Linked DNA regions of Rattus norvegicus: region 2 is linked to region 1. Evidence: chromatin contacts called from public Hi-C data. All regions are on one chromosome and are shown on one strand. Each heading gives the region's core, a stretch centred on a gene start, on an enhancer-like site or on the middle of the called end of the contact. The rest is flanking DNA. Distances are from core to core; before and after follow the strand shown.

What was found. Hi-C and Micro-C count contacts between places; a contact is called where the count stands out from the background.
Region 2: a contact with region 1 is called in a Hi-C map of liver, with 3 times the contacts expected there. The contact joins two enhancer-like sites. A contact is called at or near these places in 2 of 12 Hi-C or Micro-C datasets (both in liver).

Annotation. Positions count from the first base shown.
Region 1 is chr5:125,186,026-125,189,863 of GRCr8, reverse strand. All of the region lies in intron 1 of Plpp3 (phospholipid phosphatase 3), which reads right to left. Among named protein-coding and RNA genes, the nearest start is that of Plpp3, 32 kb to the right of the region's middle. Within about 2 kb of position 1,918, at least 2 of the 93 cell types and tissues checked have an H3K27ac peak or open chromatin away from gene starts, as enhancers often do. A contact at or near this core is called in liver, where this site is marked.
Region 2 is chr5:125,320,351-125,324,188 of GRCr8, reverse strand. No RefSeq gene overlaps it. Among named protein-coding and RNA genes, the nearest start is that of Plpp3, 170 kb to the right of the region's middle. Within about 2 kb of position 1,853, at least 14 of the 93 cell types and tissues checked have an H3K27ac peak or open chromatin away from gene starts, as enhancers often do. A contact at or near this core is called in liver, where this site is marked.

The DNA of each region.
Region 1 (3,838 bases), core at 669-3,168:
GGAGAGCAATGAGAGGAAGAGAAGGAGGTGCCCTTTCCAAAGCAGGGCTCTGTTTCCATCCTGCCACTGTTTTTTATTATCTTCTATTGTCTTCATTTAGCCTCAGCAAGCAAAGTCCCAGCACCAGAGGGCAAGATGCTAGACACAGCCTCTGCCCTGGAGCTAAGTTCATGTGGTTAAGGAGTCACGAACCCATGAGTGCCAAAATATCAGGAGTCTCATGGCTGACTGAGGCTTATGTAGAAAGGCACTGAGAGAACAAAACTCCTCTACTGCACATTAGAAGTGTCCTGCAAGGGATGGAGACCTGAGCTGACCTTGCATGAGTCAGAGAAGCTTTGGGGTCCTATGGACCATGTACACTTCTTATAAAGGTGCACTGTAAACTCAGGATTCTAGTCCTGGCAATTACACAACCTGGCAATTACAATTAGTACAGAATACAATTTCCAACTTTGCTGTAGTCAGGAAAAGATAGGCAAACAATGAACAGAAGAAAGAGAAACACAGCACAAAGACTAATGATGATAGTTAACGTTTCCTGAGCAAGCATTCTGTGCCCACACTTGAGGATTCCCACACACACACTATTGTGGTCTCTAACAACCCAGTTACTGACTGACAGAGATAAAAGAGGCTAAGTCTCAACCTCCAAGGGGCCCAAAGGCCAATCATAGAAAAGGAGCGAGTAAAGCCACCCTATGGTTCAAAGAGATTAAAGTGATTTAGCAGAGTCACTCTGTAAGTTAATGGTGAAGCTGGATGAGGTTCAAATGACCTACCTAAATCTTGGGTGCTTTCTAGAGTGAGTCACTTAAAACAGAAGCACCCATGTGTATGAACAAATGAGCCGAAGCTCCCTCAGTAACTCCCATGCCTCTGTAGGGGGAAAAAGAAAAAAAAAAAAGAATGAAAGAAAGACCTTAGAGAAGTCAAGACAGCCCTCTTAGTTTATACTCTCCTAGCTACCCCATGCCACACACACACTAATTAGATACACACATGTCTAATTCAATCAAAGATCTAAAGCCAATATCCCAGAATTTAGATTTATTGATAATAAAATGTGTATTATGAGCTCTGTGCAGCAAATCAGAGCCAAAGGAGAGAGAATAAGCTAAAGTGTCTAGACCTAGGCTCAAGCCTCTCTCCTCCTTTTAATCAACAATCAATTAACTTTCCCTACCTCTAGGGGCTTCGTGGGATGTGTAGGCTGCAGAGGAGGCGAAATCTGAACTCAGTGACAAACACTTAATGGGCAGAAAATCAAAGCACGAAGAAAGGCCGCTGTGTTGGGTTCAGGCCTTTGAAACTTCACTGGCTTTGAAAAACTAACACTTGGTCAGGTTGGGTGGTTTGGGGGTGGGGTGTAAAAAAACACAGGATAAGTTTTCATGGCCCACCCATTGATCAAGTCATGTGGGAAGTGTTACCAGAGTGACCCAGCCCCAAAGCTAACTCCCCGCAGCCATGGCTTCATATCTGCACAAAATTAAACACAGCCACTTCTCTCAAAGTGCCTTTTAGAAGCCCTGAGAGAGCAAGGAAGGGAGAAGGGAGCAGGAGGATAAAGGTGAAGTGACTGCACTTCTCTGCAGGACTGAAAACCGGAGAATCTGAGGACAGTTCTCCTTTGTCCCGAACAAGAAGTCCTGGAGATGCCTCTCCTGAGACTCACCCAGTTTTCCACTTGACCCAATCTGTGCTTATCTTTACTTGATCTTAGTCAAAAGACTAAGAAGCGGTTGGCGTTATCTTCCGAATAAGCAAAGTCTAGGATGTGTGGGAGTAATAATTAAGGCAACATCCGCCAGGCGCCTACGTGCTTACCAGCAGAACGACATAGGACACACAGCACAGACCAAGGCATTGGCAAGGCACAGCTGCGGAGGACAGGCAGTTACCAGGACGCTCTGCTGGGAGCTCTGTGAACCTTACTGATAGGGTAGAGTTCTGTGAGTGCTGTTCCAATCATTTACAAATAAAAACACCGAGGATCAGAGAAGCCAAGCAACCTCAGCCCAGTGCAGAGCAAAGGACAGTCATTTGGACCAGATGTGAGAGCTACAGCTAGAAGACACTGAGTTCCTCTCGAAGGGGTTTATAGTCCAGTTTGCAATTTATTTAATGTTTATGATAATTGTAAAAGTGTGTGTGTGTGTGTGTGTGTGTTGTTGTTGTTGTTGTTATTTCCCTTTGTATGCAACAGAAAATTGAAGACAGAAGTTTTCTATTCTCTAAGTCTCTGAGTGCATCAATGGGTCACTGGGATTAGAACCCAGCTCTCTCTTTTGGTTTATATTTTCTTCCTCCCTGACCTGACCCTTCTTTATAAATGTACTCCCTGTTAAAATATGACTAAGTAAAATCACTTAAGGTCAGAATGGTCAACCCAACAACTACTTAGAGGTTCAAAATACAAATATTTATGTTGCCAGTAAGTGACAGTATTTCTATTTAAAGTAATTAATTGCTACTGGTCTTAGAAGTGCGCAAACTTTCTTTGGTTTATAATGTTTGTCCAGATTTTTAGACTGGACACAATCCAGGCGAGCAGAATCTAAGTTTACTGTGAAGGCATTTCTTCAGCTTTGAAACAAGCTCCATAGAAAACACTAGCAGCTGGCGGTGTGCGCAGGCAGTGTTCCGGGGTCAGAGACTTTCCTTGACAAATGCTCATTCTTCGGGGCTGGAGGGTTCAGGCCTAAATGAAGAAACTCATGGCAGGTAGAGTCCTGCTGCTTGTGTTTCCTGAGCCCAAGTCCAAGGTCTCTTGCTTAGGTAAACAGAAAAGAAAGGACAGTTCCCTGAGAATTGGGCACTGTTGGGAACTAGGGCTACCGTGGTGAGTAAGGGCTTACACTACTTCAGTTCCCACCCTCAGGAAGTCTGGGGTCCCGTGGCAAAGAGAAGCCCGTCTGTGGTCTAATCCCTGGGTATTAAAGAGAACTTTGGGTTCCCTTATTTGAAAGTGCTGACAGTGAAATCTTTACTAGTTTTTCAGTGCCCCAGATGGAACTTAGGGCCTCAAACATGGTAAGCAAGAGCAAGTGCTAGGTAGAAGCATCAAGCCTCACACCATAGAATAATTAATAACAGTCTTCAAAGATTCAACTCTGGTTGCTTTGCCTTTCTTGTTGGATTCTGTGCAAAATTTTATTATTATTATTAAGAGTGTCTGTCGCACAAGTTGATATCCCCATGACATAGCATGCAGGTCAGAGGACAAACACCAGCCAGGTCCCTCCTTTCGCTGTAGGTTATGGGGATAGAAAGAACTCAAGTCACAGGCTTATGAGGTAAATGCCATCTCACGAGCCCCTTCAAAAATCTGTCACAGTCGCCTAGAAATAAAACGTGGTTTGCATGTTTCATTGAAAGAGCTGGAGAGCTTTGGCTAAGATTATATATTCCATGAACAAGACTCTTCTCCGTGGTAAAATGCAATGGCCAGCACCTGGAGGTCTTACCATCTGTTCATCTTGGGAAACAGTCATTTCCCAAGACCTCTTTCTTCTCTTTTAGCCCCTTTTAAATATGGACAAGGATAAGTCTGCATTCACTGGGAATTTGTTATATTTCAGGGGCTTCGGATGTAGTAACAGATTTAAGTTTAAAAACAGTCACTTTGACCGCTAGTGCGTCGTCATCACAGTCAAGGGTCACGGAGGCTACAATTTGTCCCTGTCCACTTGACTGCTAAGAGAAATAAACAGGACACAAAACAGAACCATCCAGCCCAAAGTCCATTTGAAGATAGGGCCAGATAGACTTTCTTGCTAAATGGAACATGAACAATGCCCAGGTAGACGTTTGTGCGCTAGAAAGTCAACTACGA
Region 2 (3,838 bases), core at 604-3,103, 130 kb before region 1:
AATTGCATTGACCTTCGCATCACTTAGGCAACAGTCTGCATACCTTAAAATAAACAGGCGTTAAACACATTATCTGGTAAGCTGTCACACGTGTGGGAACCTAAGAGACCCTCCCTCCTCCCTGCGGGATAAATGCTCAGCTTCTATGTTTCACACCGTTTGGTCTATAGTCCAGGCTTGTCTCCAACTGGAAATTCTCCTGTCTCAGCTTCCCACACTCTAGGCTTACGGACATACCCCACCATGTCATTCTGGAACCAGACTCACGATGTCACTCAATTTCAAAATGCTGCTCGAATCACTGACAACATCTCGTGAGCTTCTGCCTTCGGTGTTCAGGTCTCAGCTGGTCATCAACCCGATTTCTCAGTTACCATAGCTTTGACTTTCTGATCTTGACTATATGTAAACAGAATTTACCCTCTGTCTCATTCTCCTCAATAATTTTTGGTATTGAAAAAATGTATCTATATGTCTTTTTGATTCTTTCTTGCTGCATGAAATTGAGAATTTATACTGAGTCATGTTACAAAATAATACCAAGGGTTGGGGATTTAGCTTAGTGGTAGAGCGCTTTCCTAGCAAGCGCAAGGGCCTGGATTTGGTCCTCAGCTCTGAAAAAAAAAAGTATTAAAGCCCAACAAAATAATACCGAACATTATTTGTTCTCCTGTCTATCAAGGGTCATTTATTGCCTCTCCTGGTTTTAAATAGACATGACTAAATCTGTTATGAACATATTTTATTAAAGAAGGAAGATGTCCAAAGGTCTGAAGAACCGCAGATGAAGCCTCTCTTTCCTTTAGGAGCTCTGATCAAGGCAGTAGAATTAGAAGCAGTAGCAGCAGGGAATTCACATTAAGCCACTGGGATACCTTAGATTGGAGTGTCCCATGATTCTGAGAATGAACTGATTTACATATACTTGGTCTTCAAAAATTCAGAAACTCAGACCCATCCTAGCCAATAAAGTGTGTGCCTTTACGGAAACAGATGTCCTCCTTACTTGTCCTTTGAGATGATGGATGGCCTTCTGCCTTCCTTTGTCCCCAACCACTTGACAGGTATTAAAGAGTTGTGCTGCTTTTAGCCACCAACTAACATTTACTGCGATACTGAGCAAGGTTCTAGCTGCTGTCGCTCATTATCCCCAGCAGATCGGTAAAGTGCAGCTCCCAGTTGGTCTCTGTGAAGACTGTTTTAGCTCCCAAGTCCTCACTCTACTCACTGCCTTGAGAAGGCAGCTGAACTTTCCACAAATACTCCTTATCTAATGTTAATATTACTACTAATACTAATACTAATAGGTCCAGGAAGGATGATCCTCTCCCTTCTTGCACATACCTATCTTCTCAGCCCACACAGCCGTCTCTGACTTCTCCTGAAGTCGACCTGCTCTGACTTCCCCTAGAGTCAGTCATCCAAGGGAAGTTCAGGCAAAGCAGGAAAGCAGGACTTTCCACTCAGCAGAGGATCCCAGACTTGCCAAGTTCTCCCGCAGCCCGGCGCCTGGAGGCGGGCCCTGTGCATTCTATCATTGCATAAGTGTTATTCCAGCCAGTTCCTGGAATCGGAAACATGGCAAACCATTCACCTGGTGGAAAGCCCTTGCCAGGAGCAATGGTTGTTTGGTTAGCTGTGCCTTCAGAGTCCTTTCCAGGAGGCTGGCCAGAGAAGAGGTTTGTCTAGCAGGGCCTGTTTCTTAAGTCAAAGTTACTGTGTTTTCACTCTTCTTCAGCAACCCAACATAGATTTTTCTTCCCCATAATCTCTCCATCTTCCTCACAGCTGGGTCAGGTATCCCATCTCTTTCTTGTTGGTCTCCAAGGCTTCCTGCTTCTGCCAGGGCCCAGGTCTAAGACAGCCCTCTTACTGCATCGGGAAGAAATTTCCCTGTGCCAGGACCTTCCCAAACGTCAGTCATCGTACAGGAGGCCCACCCTAGTGCCTCCAACAGTTCTAGTATCTGAACTAGATACTAGTTGAGGGATTACTCCTCTCACTCTTGAGTGGTCCACAATGAAGCTGTTTTGTTCTAATCTAAAAGGAAATGCTTTAAAACACTTATTCAGATAGACCGCCCCTTCTGAGATGACAAGTTTCTTGAAATAATGAGGGTGGTGTTTTCTTTGGTTTGGTTTGTCTCTACATCCCCGAAACACAGCTCACTGCCAGGCACACAGTGGTAATTGCCCAAGACATGATTGCCAAAGTTCAATGAACCGGGCTAAAGATGCTCTGAGTCTGTGGTAGATTGCTTGCTGGTGCCTTAGGTTCAATCCCCAGCACTTCTGAGAAGTCCTGTGAACTGGTAGTTACTGATTAATCAGAGCTCATAAAGATAAAGAGACAGCCAGTGTAACTAGTCTTAAGCTGATAAAATTCTAGCCAAAACAGTTCAGTCCATGTCTGCAGCTTTATCTGAGCTACAGAGACACAATTTCCAGTATAATTTTTCTATTAAAAAAAATGGTTCTTATAACTCTTTATTAATTTATAGCTCTTGATTAATTCATTTTAGATCAGGATTCTAGACTGGAATTCATTAACTTGTTCAACTCACTCTTCCACCAGTGAAGAAGTTACTGTTAACTCTAATTGCCTCGAGACCCTCGTTAGGAAACACATTCAAGTGGTGTGGCCATGGGTGGGAGTCCTCATCAAATGAGCTCCCAAGACATAACTGGGAAATAAATAGAAATTACTAAATTGCCAGTGGAACAATGTATGCCCCATGGTGTATATTCATGTCTATTTAAGATTTTGCTGGTAGCCTTTCCAGAACTTTATGTCTCAGGAATTCAAATCTATATTCTGACATTTTCTAAGTCTGCGCTATATAGAACCTCACCGAACTTATTAAAATTCCATGGTTTTATATTTTCACAGATAAACTACAATACACACACACACACACACACACACACACACATATATGTGTGTGTTTCACATGTTGACTGATACATTTGAAAAGCGCGCGCGCGCGCGCACGCGCACACACACACACACACACACACACACACACGCACCTATAAAATTGCTAACATAACTTAAATCTGTCCCTTTTACAAGATTAGGCACTTGAATGGAGAAATGGTGCCCTACACATTCTCCTCTTCATCTCCCCAGGTGGTAGTTCTAAGGTGACCAGATGAACAGCAAACAGCTTTAGACAATGATTGTCAAACATTCCTGGGTGTACTGATACCACCTGCCTCTAGCAAGAACTAAGACAAGGCCAGGAATGCCCATGGCTCTGATTCAGACTTGTGTCCATGAAGCGGAAAAGGCATTGCCAGACAAAAGCAGCAGACAGTCCTTTCTTCTCTGGACCACTCAGGAGAGCCTTTCCCTCACTCCTTTGCTAAACTGGACTTTCTCTGCTATCCATAGGCTCAGAAACCTGGTTTTGTGATCCCAAGAGTTGGCCCTTCTCTTCTATGGACCAAGGCAAGCAGTTTTTCCTATGCATTATTATATACTGAGAATATGGACTGACCTTATCACAGTCGTGAGTTCTCATGTTGCCTCAGGCAGCACAACATCTCTGTGGGGCTGCTTGGCTTGGGATATCACGTCACACTCTACAGACCTCCAAGTGACCAAGTGTCAGCACAAAGGGAGTTAACTGAATAAAGTCTATCTAAGAACCTAAACAAGAGAGCTCGTGGTCCAGGCATAGTGACACAGGGCTGTAATGCCAGCGCCCGAGAGAGGTAATAGAAGTGTAAGTTTGATTCCAACTTGAGCTACTTAGTAAGACTCTGTCCCCTGAAAAACCCAGAAAGCTAGCTTCATGTGGTCCCTAATATGCAGCATGGACAGGTACCAAAATGTT